Regions from separate parts of the Mus musculus genome. Here all the other regions are linked to region 1. The links are chromatin contacts, called in public Micro-C maps. All regions are on one chromosome and are shown on one strand. Each heading gives the region's core, a stretch centred on a gene start, on an enhancer-like site or on the middle of the called end of the contact. The rest is flanking DNA. Distances are from core to core; before and after follow the strand shown. Region 1 holds the start of Hsf5 (heat shock transcription factor family member 5). Region 2 holds the start of Dynll2 (dynein light chain LC8-type 2). Region 3 holds the start of Ppm1e (protein phosphatase 1E (PP2C domain containing)).

The links. Hi-C and Micro-C count contacts between places; a contact is called where the count stands out from the background.
Region 2: a contact with region 1 is called in a Micro-C map of embryonic stem cells, with 3 times the contacts expected there. The contact joins the promoter of Dynll2 here to the promoter of Hsf5 in region 1. A contact is called at or near these places in 3 of 39 promoter capture datasets (cranial neural crest, maxillary cranial neural crest and second pharyngeal arch cranial neural crest) and 1 of 484 Hi-C or Micro-C datasets (embryonic stem cells).
Region 3: a contact with region 1 is called in a Micro-C map of embryonic stem cells, with 4 times the contacts expected there. The contact joins the promoter of Ppm1e here to the promoter of Hsf5 in region 1. A contact is called at or near these places in 2 of 39 promoter capture datasets (liver and pre-B cells) and 1 of 484 Hi-C or Micro-C datasets (embryonic stem cells).

The regions. Positions count from the first base shown.
Region 1 is chr11:87,615,565-87,618,763 of GRCm38.p6, forward strand. Hsf5 (heat shock transcription factor family member 5) reads left to right here and starts at 1,600. Exons shown (of 6, transcript NM_001045527.1): 1 at 1,600-2,341. The coding sequence starts at 1,708. Mtmr4 (myotubularin related protein 4) reads left to right here. Exons shown (of 19, transcript NM_133215.2): 19 at 1-738.
Region 2 is chr11:87,985,868-87,989,066 of GRCm38.p6, forward strand. It overlaps Dynll2 (dynein light chain LC8-type 2), which reads right to left and starts at 1,666. Exons shown (of 3, transcript NM_026556.4): 1 at 1,376-1,666.
Region 3 is chr11:87,357,283-87,360,481 of GRCm38.p6, forward strand. It overlaps Ppm1e (protein phosphatase 1E (PP2C domain containing)), which reads right to left and starts at 1,712. Exons shown (of 7, transcript NM_177167.4): 1 at 1,167-1,712. The coding sequence starts at 1,621. Gm33937 (a long non-coding RNA gene) reads left to right here and starts at 247. Exons shown (of 5, transcript XR_003949755.1): 1 at 247-611; 2 at 744-1,588; 3 at 2,563-2,660; 4 at 2,882-2,986.

The DNA of each region.
Region 1 (3,199 bases), core at 350-2,849:
TAGCTACACTTTCCTTAGCGCATTAATGTGATGCTCACTCTGTGTTAAAACTGCAGCCGTTGTCTTTCTCAACTGCTACTGTCACGTTGCTTTCAAGAAAACATTTTTTTTCATTCCAGACTAACCAGAACCTGCATTTAGAATAGGAGTCCTTTCTCCGACCTTTTCTTCAGTTCCACAGCGAAGCCTCTGTGCTCCTTTTATACTTGCCATGGATGTAACCTAAAAAGTTTTGGCATATTTAGGTCAGCCTAGCACATTTTTTTTTTTTTCATTTTAATGGAGCTGAAGAATGGAGATTTTTTTTTTGTGTGTGTGTGTCTGAGAAATTCCTAAGATCAATGAAAGAGTGATAAACTATTTGTCTCTGATACATAAAATTATTTTAAGCATTTTCTCAATCATTAAATGTTACTGCCAGTCATAAGTGGCTTTTTAATTACCAGTTTTCATTGCACTTCACTCTGTTTTCAGGGGGATTGGGGACATTCGGGGAGACTGTATCTGTCTACTTTGTGTGACTGTTTTGAGGGACTGTCCCATCAGTGAACAGATTGCATGGCCTTGGAGAGAGACTCTGGGCTTCTGGCTCAGATGTGTGCATCCTTTTAGAGCTGTTGTGGGTGTAAGTGACATGATGTGGCCAAAAATCCAAACTGTGCAGTTGCGTTGTGACAAACATGCAATGTGCTGTAAAAACTCAATACAGTTCAAATAAAATCTCTATATTAGTGCTGCTTTGTTGGGTCTTTTTATTTCTTACTGGTATTGGGATTGAGTCTAGCTTAATGGATAAAGCGTTCGCCACTGGACTAGCCTTGTTGTACACCGAGTACTGGGGAGCTAAAGGCAAGAGGAATAAGGCAAGTTTAAGGTCCAGGCTGGGCTTTATAAAAAAAACCAAACCAAACTAGTACCCATGGGTAGTCCCTCTTGTATTTTGGGTTTGTTGAGTCCCCATTCAAGTGAGGTTCATTTCTTTCTTCTCTGGGAGATCATAGCTGGTCATTAAGCACATACTTATCTTCTTTATTCCCTTCTGCCAGGTACCAAGGACCTCATCTAATTTGAATTTAAGGTGTGTTTTTTTTTAAGGTGTAACTATGCTTCTGTATACAAGATGAATGAGTTCATGTACTACAGTTACAGTATGTACCCCCAGCCCCCAACCCCTGTCATTTTTATTTGAAGAGAGCAGCAGTTCGACTGTTAGGGAAGACTGGAGTGGGTTCCTCTGTTCTCAGGAACCATTAGCTGTGTATCGCCTGAGTGCACTCTGCGTTCTGAAACCTCCGCTGGCCGTCCTGTCCTGCTGGAGCCCCTCAGAGTTTGCCTAACCGGCCGCCCGCTTTCTCCTCGGGAACCGTGGTTCCCTGGCGTGCTGCCCTCCTGGGAACAGACAGAGAGGGGCCGGTTCTGGAAGGCACGCGAAGGTAGCCTTGTGTCGCAGTGTCCCCGCTGCTGCCCTCGAAGGCGTGCATCCCAACCGAGGGGGAGGGCGGGCTCGCGCCCCGTCGGCCACCACGCGGCGGGAACTCGAGGCCCCATTGGCCACACCGGAGGGCGTGCCGGGACTCGTGCGCCAACGGTCCGGGCCTCGGCGGCCGGGCGCTGGCAGGAGGGGGCAGGGCGCAGCGAAGGCCCGGGGGATCGAGAACGGTGGGAGAGCCAGGCTCGGCGGGGCGAGGCCCAGGGCCCGGGCGGGCGATGGAGGAGGCGCTGCTGTCCACCCCCATCAACCCCAACAACTTCCCCGCCAAGCTGTGGCGGCTGGTGAACAGCCCTCGGTACCGCTCCATCCGCTGGGACGGCCGAGGCGAGGGGCTGCTCATCGACCAGCCGCTCTTCGAGGCCGAGCTGCTCAGCCCGCCCGGCCCGGGTGCCGGGGGCGCGGGGGGAGCCGGGAGCAGCGGCGGGGGCGGCGGCAGCGGCGTCGGGGCGGCCGGGGCCGAGCCGGAGCTCTTCAAAACCACCAACTTCACCAGCTTCATCCGCCAGCTCAACCTCTACGGCTTCCGCAAGGTGGTGCTGGGTGGGCCGGGGGCGGCGGGGCCCGGGCCCGGGCCTGGGGCTGGCGGGCCGGCGGGCGACGGGCCACTCCACCACTTCCACAGCCCGCATTTCCGCCGCGACCAGCCTCAGCTGCTCGTTCACCTCAAGAGGCTCACCAGTGCCAACAAGGCCAAGCTGGCGGCCGGACTGGAGGTGCCCTGTCGCCCGCCCAACCGCTTCCAGCGGCTCCTCATCACGTCAGCCTCCGCCTCGGCCTCAGCTTCTACCTCCCCGCTGCAGCATCAGGACCCGCCGCCCCAACCTGCTGGGCCTCGGCCAGAGCAGCATGGTGAGTGTGTGCCACCTAGATCCTCGCTTTCCATCAAGCACGTGGGCGGCAGGGCGCAAACACCGTTTCTGCACAACCCCAAGACTAGGTCACATCATCCCCACTAGCACTTGCTTTTCCTCTGGCAAGAGTCCGTAAGCATCTCCCTAGTCCGGGTTTAGCTGCAAAAAGGACATGGACTTGACGCTTGCTTTCCACACTTCTCTAAGAGAGTGAGCCCCAGGAGCTAACCTACTCCCAAAGCTCTTGAACCATTTACCTGTACCTAGTCTCTCCACTGTATTTATCAAAGCACTGGGTGGGAGAGGCCTCCACTGTCCCATAGTCAAAAGAACAGGCACTCTACAGGTTGGGTGCGAAGGAACAAAGTCACCAGCAAGAAAACTTAAGGCATTATTTATTTACCCAGCCAAGGAAAAGAGGGACAGGTCTCTGGAGTGCACATTTGTTCAGAGACAGGACACCTTCCACTTATTGACATGAATAGAGCGGTAGACACTGTTTATGCATAATCTAAGGGGCAAGGTTTGATCCAGTGTAGAATAGAACCAGTTTACTAATACTTGGAGTTTGATGCCCTACTTGAGATGTTATGGTTGGACAGACATAAAGCAAAACGGCTAAAAAACGAAACAAAGACCAGATGTCAAGGCTTAAGTTTAAAAGAATTTTAGAACACACACGTTTATAGTTTATTGGCATTTCACAATTATTCGGGATCGGGGGAGGGGTAGGGGGGCTGTGTAAATATTCAGTGAAAAGTTAAGAGCCCTGTGGTCACAGTATTTCATGCACTTGATTTGAAGTGCCTTTCTGCACTCTTAAACGGGTGAGGGTGGCGGTGTCCCCTTGCTCTAT
Region 2 (3,199 bases), core at 416-2,915, 370 kb after region 1:
ATGTATTTGTGACAACTTCCAGGCCAGGCACCTTGGTCTGACACTGTCAAATGAAGCAAAGCTTCTTCCACGGAAGCGACACTGGCCAGTGTTTAGCTAAGATGCCCCCTACCCCAGAGAAAATATGGAGCCAAGGAGTCTGTGGTGTTGAAGGAAAGGTCGAGTGATGCCTATTCAAGGCCGACTAGCTCTGTGACCTTGGGCAGCCAATCATGTTTAAAAAATAATGGCTGAAATGAGAGAAAAGGAACAACCTCCACGAGGCTTGGGAAGAGAAAAAGGCTGATGTGATGAGACCTTTCTAGAAGAAAAAAAAAAAAAAAAAAACAATGTCACCTGGTGGCCTATTCCAGGTTCCCACTCAGAAGGGGGCAGTGTTTACAAATCCAGAGGTTGGGGGTGGAGCCTGGCTACAGACAACGAAGTATGAAACTGGCACCATTTTGCCAAAAAAGCTCACCTGCTTCACCGCCTCCTCCCCAAAGTCCGAAGGATCAACTTTGTCACAGTAATTAAAAGCTATCTTACTCTCTAACAGAGAGAGCCTACGATTACATAATGCTGGTCTTGTGACTACAATGCCACGATTCTTCACCCTTGGCCCCTCAGGCGTCGCAGAAAGGTGAGGCCCAGCCCTGGCAACCCCTATCCAAGGTACCAGTGAGAAAAGGCTAGGGAGCCAGACGCCCAGCGATCCTTTCCTAGGGAGGTGGGGGGAGGGGGCGGAGCTGGGCCTCCAGATAAAAGGATGGCCAAAGGGCCCCAAGCCAGCTTCCTGAGTCACGAGCCAGGAGCTCCTGTGAAAAACGCAAAAGGAGCACTCCAGGACAGTTCTCAACCTCTGTCCCTGGTCTTGCGACAAAAAAAGAAAAAAAAGGGGGGGGGGGCTAAGCCTCCAAATGACACGGACCGCCCTGCACCATTCTTTAACACGTACAAACGTTATTGCCTCGTTTCGGATTTCCAAAGGGACCGTAACCCCTCGTCCCAAAACACCGCCCCCACCATCTTTTCCTCTAGCGGGCAGGGACCCCCGAAGGGCAGCACCTGGGAAATGAGAAAGCATCCACCTCCCCGCCGCCCTCCGGATCCGCAGGCCGCAAGCCGGTCCTCCGCCCTCCCCCGCCAGGCCTGGAGAGGCGCCGGAGTGACCCGGCGACCTCGCTGCAGGAAGGACGCCCCGAAGGGTGGCGGCGGGAGGAGCCGCGTCGAGCCCGAACCCGCACTGGCTGCCCGCGCTCCCCGGACCGGAGAGGCCTCCGTGCACCACGGCTGGCTCCCCTCCCCGGGGCTGCGGGGCCTCCAGCCAGGGCACGAGGGTCTCCAGAGCCTGGGCCGAGTCGAGCGAGGGCTGCCCCCCGGGGCCCCAGCTCACCGTCACGCAGGCGAGTCCGCACAGGCCCCTGGGGAGCAGCGCTGGGCTGAAGCAAAGCTCGAGCAGGGGCGGTGTCCCCTGGGCTCGTCCTGCAGCAGCAGCCGCTGCCGCCGCGGTATCCCCCTGCTCCCGCAGCCCCGGGGCCGAGCGCTCGCACTGCTGGTCGCCCTCCGAGCTTCCCCGGACGCCCGCGCTCCGCCTCGTGCCACCCGGCCGACCGCCTGTCTCGGCTGATACCTCGCCGTCCGCTCCGCTCCGCCGCTGAGCGCGGCCGACGCGCGGCCCTGAAATAGAGCCCCGCCCCCGCCCCCCTGCCGCGCGCGCCGCCGTCCGCGCTCCCCATTGGCTGCGCCCGCCCGGCCCCGCACTGCGGGCTTCTCCCCGCGCCGCTCTCGCTCCACATCTTGTTTCGTCCCACAATGCCTCGGGGCGGAGGAGGGGGTGGGGAAGGGGAGCTGGAGAAGGTGGGGGGAGGGAGCCGTGGCCTTAGGAGGAGAAAAGAGGACGCATACCCTGTCTGCCCAGGCCCGGAGAGGCCTGACTCGGGAGGAATACATTCCGCCCAGAAAGGAAAAGGGAGAGAGGCGTGGAGAGTCCAGTGCCAAGGAAAAAAGAATGGAGGGATGGAGATTTCAGACTCAGGAGAGAAGGGTCCCAACTTTGGAAAGAGGCAGGATAGGGTATTAGAAATCACCAGGGACAGAGGAAAATTCATTTCCCTAGGCTGGCGACACTTGAGAGAACTGTCAAGCCCCATGGTGAAATAAAGGCAACAGTCCTCAAGACCCCCCCCCCCCCGCGCCCCTGCTTTCACATTCGCTTTTGCTTCTAACTCAACCTTTGTTCACGAATCTTGAGACCTTTCTGCCTATCCATAGCTGGAACCCTAAGTACACTATCATCAAAAATACCGGAGGTACAGCCTCTACCGTTCGGGTATGGCCTTTGGGGGATAGAGGTGCGAACCATTTCTCGGGGACTCCTGTATGAGCTGTGAGGTATCTTTTAAAAAACGACTTCACCCATAGCCCTCAAATATAGACAACACACTGGGGGGAGGTGTCACACTCCTTTAATCTCAGCACTTGGAAGACTGAGGCAGGCAGATCTCTGAGACAGCAGCCCGGTCTACAGAGTGAGTTCCAGGACAGCCAGGGCTACACAGAGAAACCCTGTCTCAACAAGACAAAAAACAAAGTGTAGACAAACACAGATTCAGACCCCTTGCCAGGTCAGCTCCTTTAGACCACACATGGATGGCAGCCTTTAAAGTTCAGGAAGCAAACATTGGTGTGTGTGTGTGTGTGTGTGTGTGTGTGTGTGTGTGTGTGTGTGTGTGTGTGTGTGTGGTGTTACAGAAAAAACATCGGGATTTTTCTTCCTAAGCTTTCATTCACAAAGGGGCTATCTAAAATCTTCAGTGGGAGGTCAAATATTCTGGCCTCGGTGGACGTTAGGAAATTGCCTAGCATAGCTCCTGTGTTCACCTCTTTCTCTCCCCTCACCTAAACCATGAGAAGTCAGACTAGTCCTGGCCTTAGCCTGCCCTGTTTGGGAGTATCATAATTTAGTGTTCATTATGTGTCCAGGACAACTTGGAAAACTGTCCCCTCAGGCTTCTCCATTCCATAGCTCTGTCTTTTTCCAGTAAGGGACTCAGCCAAGCTAGGCCTGGGGTATCCCTTCATCCAGGGGGTATTCTGATGTCAGCCTGTGTTAATGAATGAGGGGTGGGGCACATGTGGGGAGGGGTGAGAGGACAGATTGTAGAGTTCTTGTGGAGAAAACTCTTAGGAAGTTCTTGGAGAAAGAGCTAATATCCTC
Region 3 (3,199 bases), core at 462-2,961, 260 kb before region 1:
CCTGGTAATTGAACAGTATTTTAAAATTAATTACTGGATGGTTTATAAAGTGTGGCATCCGCACAGTCCAATTCTACAGATCTGCTCAGTGGCTTTTCCCTTTGACAGGCTGCTGCTTTTAACAGGAGAATGGTTTGATCAGTTGTCTATGAGGTCTGATGAAGACAAAATAGCTTTCTTTTCTAGCCCCCTCCAGGCTTTGGAGAAATCCAGGAAGTGGGTTTGAACTTAGCCGCAGTGAATCTTGCGATAGTAAACTTTTGGGGTGGTCAGAGTAACACCTTTCATTACAACTATTAGCTGAATGGCAAAAGACTCTCGGGTTTCCCAGTGTTTGCAGAGGCATTATTTCAGAACAATTCCATTTGGAAAGAAACGCGATTGTAAACCGTTTCTATTTCAAGCCCATAAAAAGCAGAACTCGGATGAAAGGCAAAGCCTTGACCTTTCTATTTTAGACTTGCATCTGGGTAGCTAAGCCATCTGCTTTTCTCCCACCTCCCACCCCATCTACTTAATGGACTGAAAATACTGCACTTAATTGCAATTTTATCCAACCAGGCTGACTTTTCTGACTTACGACCTCGTCTTTTCACCTAACGGCTTGCTCGGTAGGGTTTTACTTACCCTTCCTTCCCAATTCCTCCCTACCGCTCTCAATTATATGCTGTCAAATGTCTGCAAAGTATGATACTAGGCTCTCACGTAAGAAAGCCATCTATAGAGCCTTTTCATTTCAACAGTGAGCGCCTGACGGAAAATCTAGGGGTCTGGGCTCCTCTGGGCACCGACGGTATTAGCTTTGTTGCGGTTATGTAGAAAGGCACCTCTTACTGCCTGTAAAGGAGTCGCGCGTCCCCACCGCCCAACAAGGAACGCAGCCCGGGAAAGGACAGACAGACGAAGGTGGGAGGAAACCCCGGGAAGAAAGGCGCAGGGAAGAATGGGGAGCCCAAGACGGGAGGGAAGACCTTGGCAGGAAGGTTCTGGAGGAAGGTGTGCGAAGTGGCCGAGAAGCTGGCCGAGAGGGCCAGCGAAGAGGGGCCGGGGGCAGGCGGGGGGGACCCCGCCCGGGTGCCCCGCGGGGACATGGGTAGCGGGGACGGGAACCCAGGCCGGCACCCCGGGGATGGCGGCCCACCCGCGGCCGAGCCCCGCTACTTAACTATTTGTAGAGCTGCTGCAGGCACAGGTCCAGGCTCTCGCCCTCCACCTCCTCTCGGGTGATGCGCTCCGACAGCGGCCGTGGGAGCGGGGGCAGCGGTGGCAGCTGGGGCTGCGGCGGTGGCGGCACGGCCGAGTGCCCCGGGGCAGCCGCTTCCTCCTCTTCCTCCTCCTCGCCCTCCGTCGCCGTCTCCTCCTCCACCGCCTCGTCTTCGGGCTCGGGGTCTTGGTCCTGCTCCCCCTCCTCGGTCGCCTCTACCGTCGCAGCGTCCTCCCCCGGTTCCTCCCCCGAAGCCTCGGCCGCCTCAGCCGCGACTAGCTCGGCTTCGGGCTCGGGCTCGGGCTCGGATTCGGGTTCGGGCTCTGGCTCGCCGCCACCGCACGGTCCGCGGAACTCGCCCAGGAACAGCTCCAGGAAGCGCCGGTAAGTTTTCTCCTCAGGGATGCAGCCCGCCATCGTTGCTCATGCCCCGAGGTCCACCGGGAAGGGGGTGGGAGGTGAGCCCAGGAGGAGGAGGGGGCTGCTTCGGAGCCTCGCCTCCCGCTACGGAGGGGGAACGGCCGCACGGGCACCGGCGATCAGCACTGGGTTGCCTGGAGAGGGCTCCCGCAGGCGTGCGCGCCACCGAGCTCGGACGTGCGCGGCCCGGGGGCGGGGGCGGAGCGCGCCACCCCGCTCCGGTCTGGAGGGAAAGTTGGTGGCGGGCGCGCGCACAGGGTCCAGCGGCGGCCCACCCGCAATCCCTACCGAGAGCTCAGCCCACGCTGCCTAGAGACTGTCGCCATGGCAACCGGTTCTAATTAAGAATTCCAAGGTCCCTCCCGTCGAGTCTGTGGAGTGGTAAGGACGCTGGACTCCTGCACTCCAACTTCGAATGGTCTTTGTGGGGTGAAGACCCTAGTTTCATGATAAGCACTGAGACATCTCTGTTGGTTCCACCAGGAGTGTACTGACTTCAGTTTCCTTATCTGCTTGCCTTGCCGTAGTATATCTCTTGATCCGATGGCACGCAGTAAACACCTTTTACTAATGATATGTGTTGAAAAAGTAAAGGTCCAGGCACGAGCACCCAAAAAGGGTAGTTTCCTTTGTCTAGGTTCTTTCGTTTGATTCTATGTATCCTCCTTTCTCAAAAAGATGAACGTGAGAAATTAAACAGTAATTCGCTTGCTTAAAAGTCAAGACTTTCTAGCTGTGGCATTGGTGTTAGAGCCCCTTTCAAAGTCTCCAAAGCCTTTAGAATCTTTCCCCTTAACTCTGCTCTATGAAAATCTAGCTGTGCCTCGTATCTACACAATGTCTTATTTATATAGGGCTTTGCAGTTTACACGTGTTCGTCTCTAATCCTCACAGCCTTTTAAGGCAAAGGTTATTACCGTTAGGATTCTGTTTTACAGATGAGGAAACAAGCCTTCAAAACAGTGACTTTGCTCAAGGTCAAAAGCAAGCGATGCAACAAGAATTCAATCCGAGATTGAAGTGGTAGATTTCACTTGTAAGTTTTCCATCACCCAAAAACCCCTGCTTAGTTTCTGTATAATGCATGTCATTATATTATATTATCCTACCATATAATCCGTATTTTGTCTATATTTTGTTTGTTCTTCCCCACCACCTCCTGTGTCTCTTCTTACTCCCTCCCCCAAGCTAGAACTGAAATGACTTTAAATTATTCTAATTTTCTTACCAAACTATAAACAAACCTATTATTTTCAGGCTTCATGGTGATGATGTTGGTGGTGGGTGCTTTGAAGATGCTGTGCTGTACAGCTGTATGGATGATAGCATCATTGCTGCATACTACCACGTCCACGGCAGCATGTAATTCAGCACAAACATAGTGATTTTTCCCCTCTGCTTTGAAAAAACATGTACTCACAAATTATCCACTCCATCTCTCCATTTATTGTTTCTGGGTTTCAGCTGGATTTAGGATCAGAAATACCATTTCCAGTCAGTTATTAATGACAGAAGAGGGTGCGTTCTCACCAACTGTTTTCCTATAATGCTGTATTTTTAAATCCCTGACCCGAT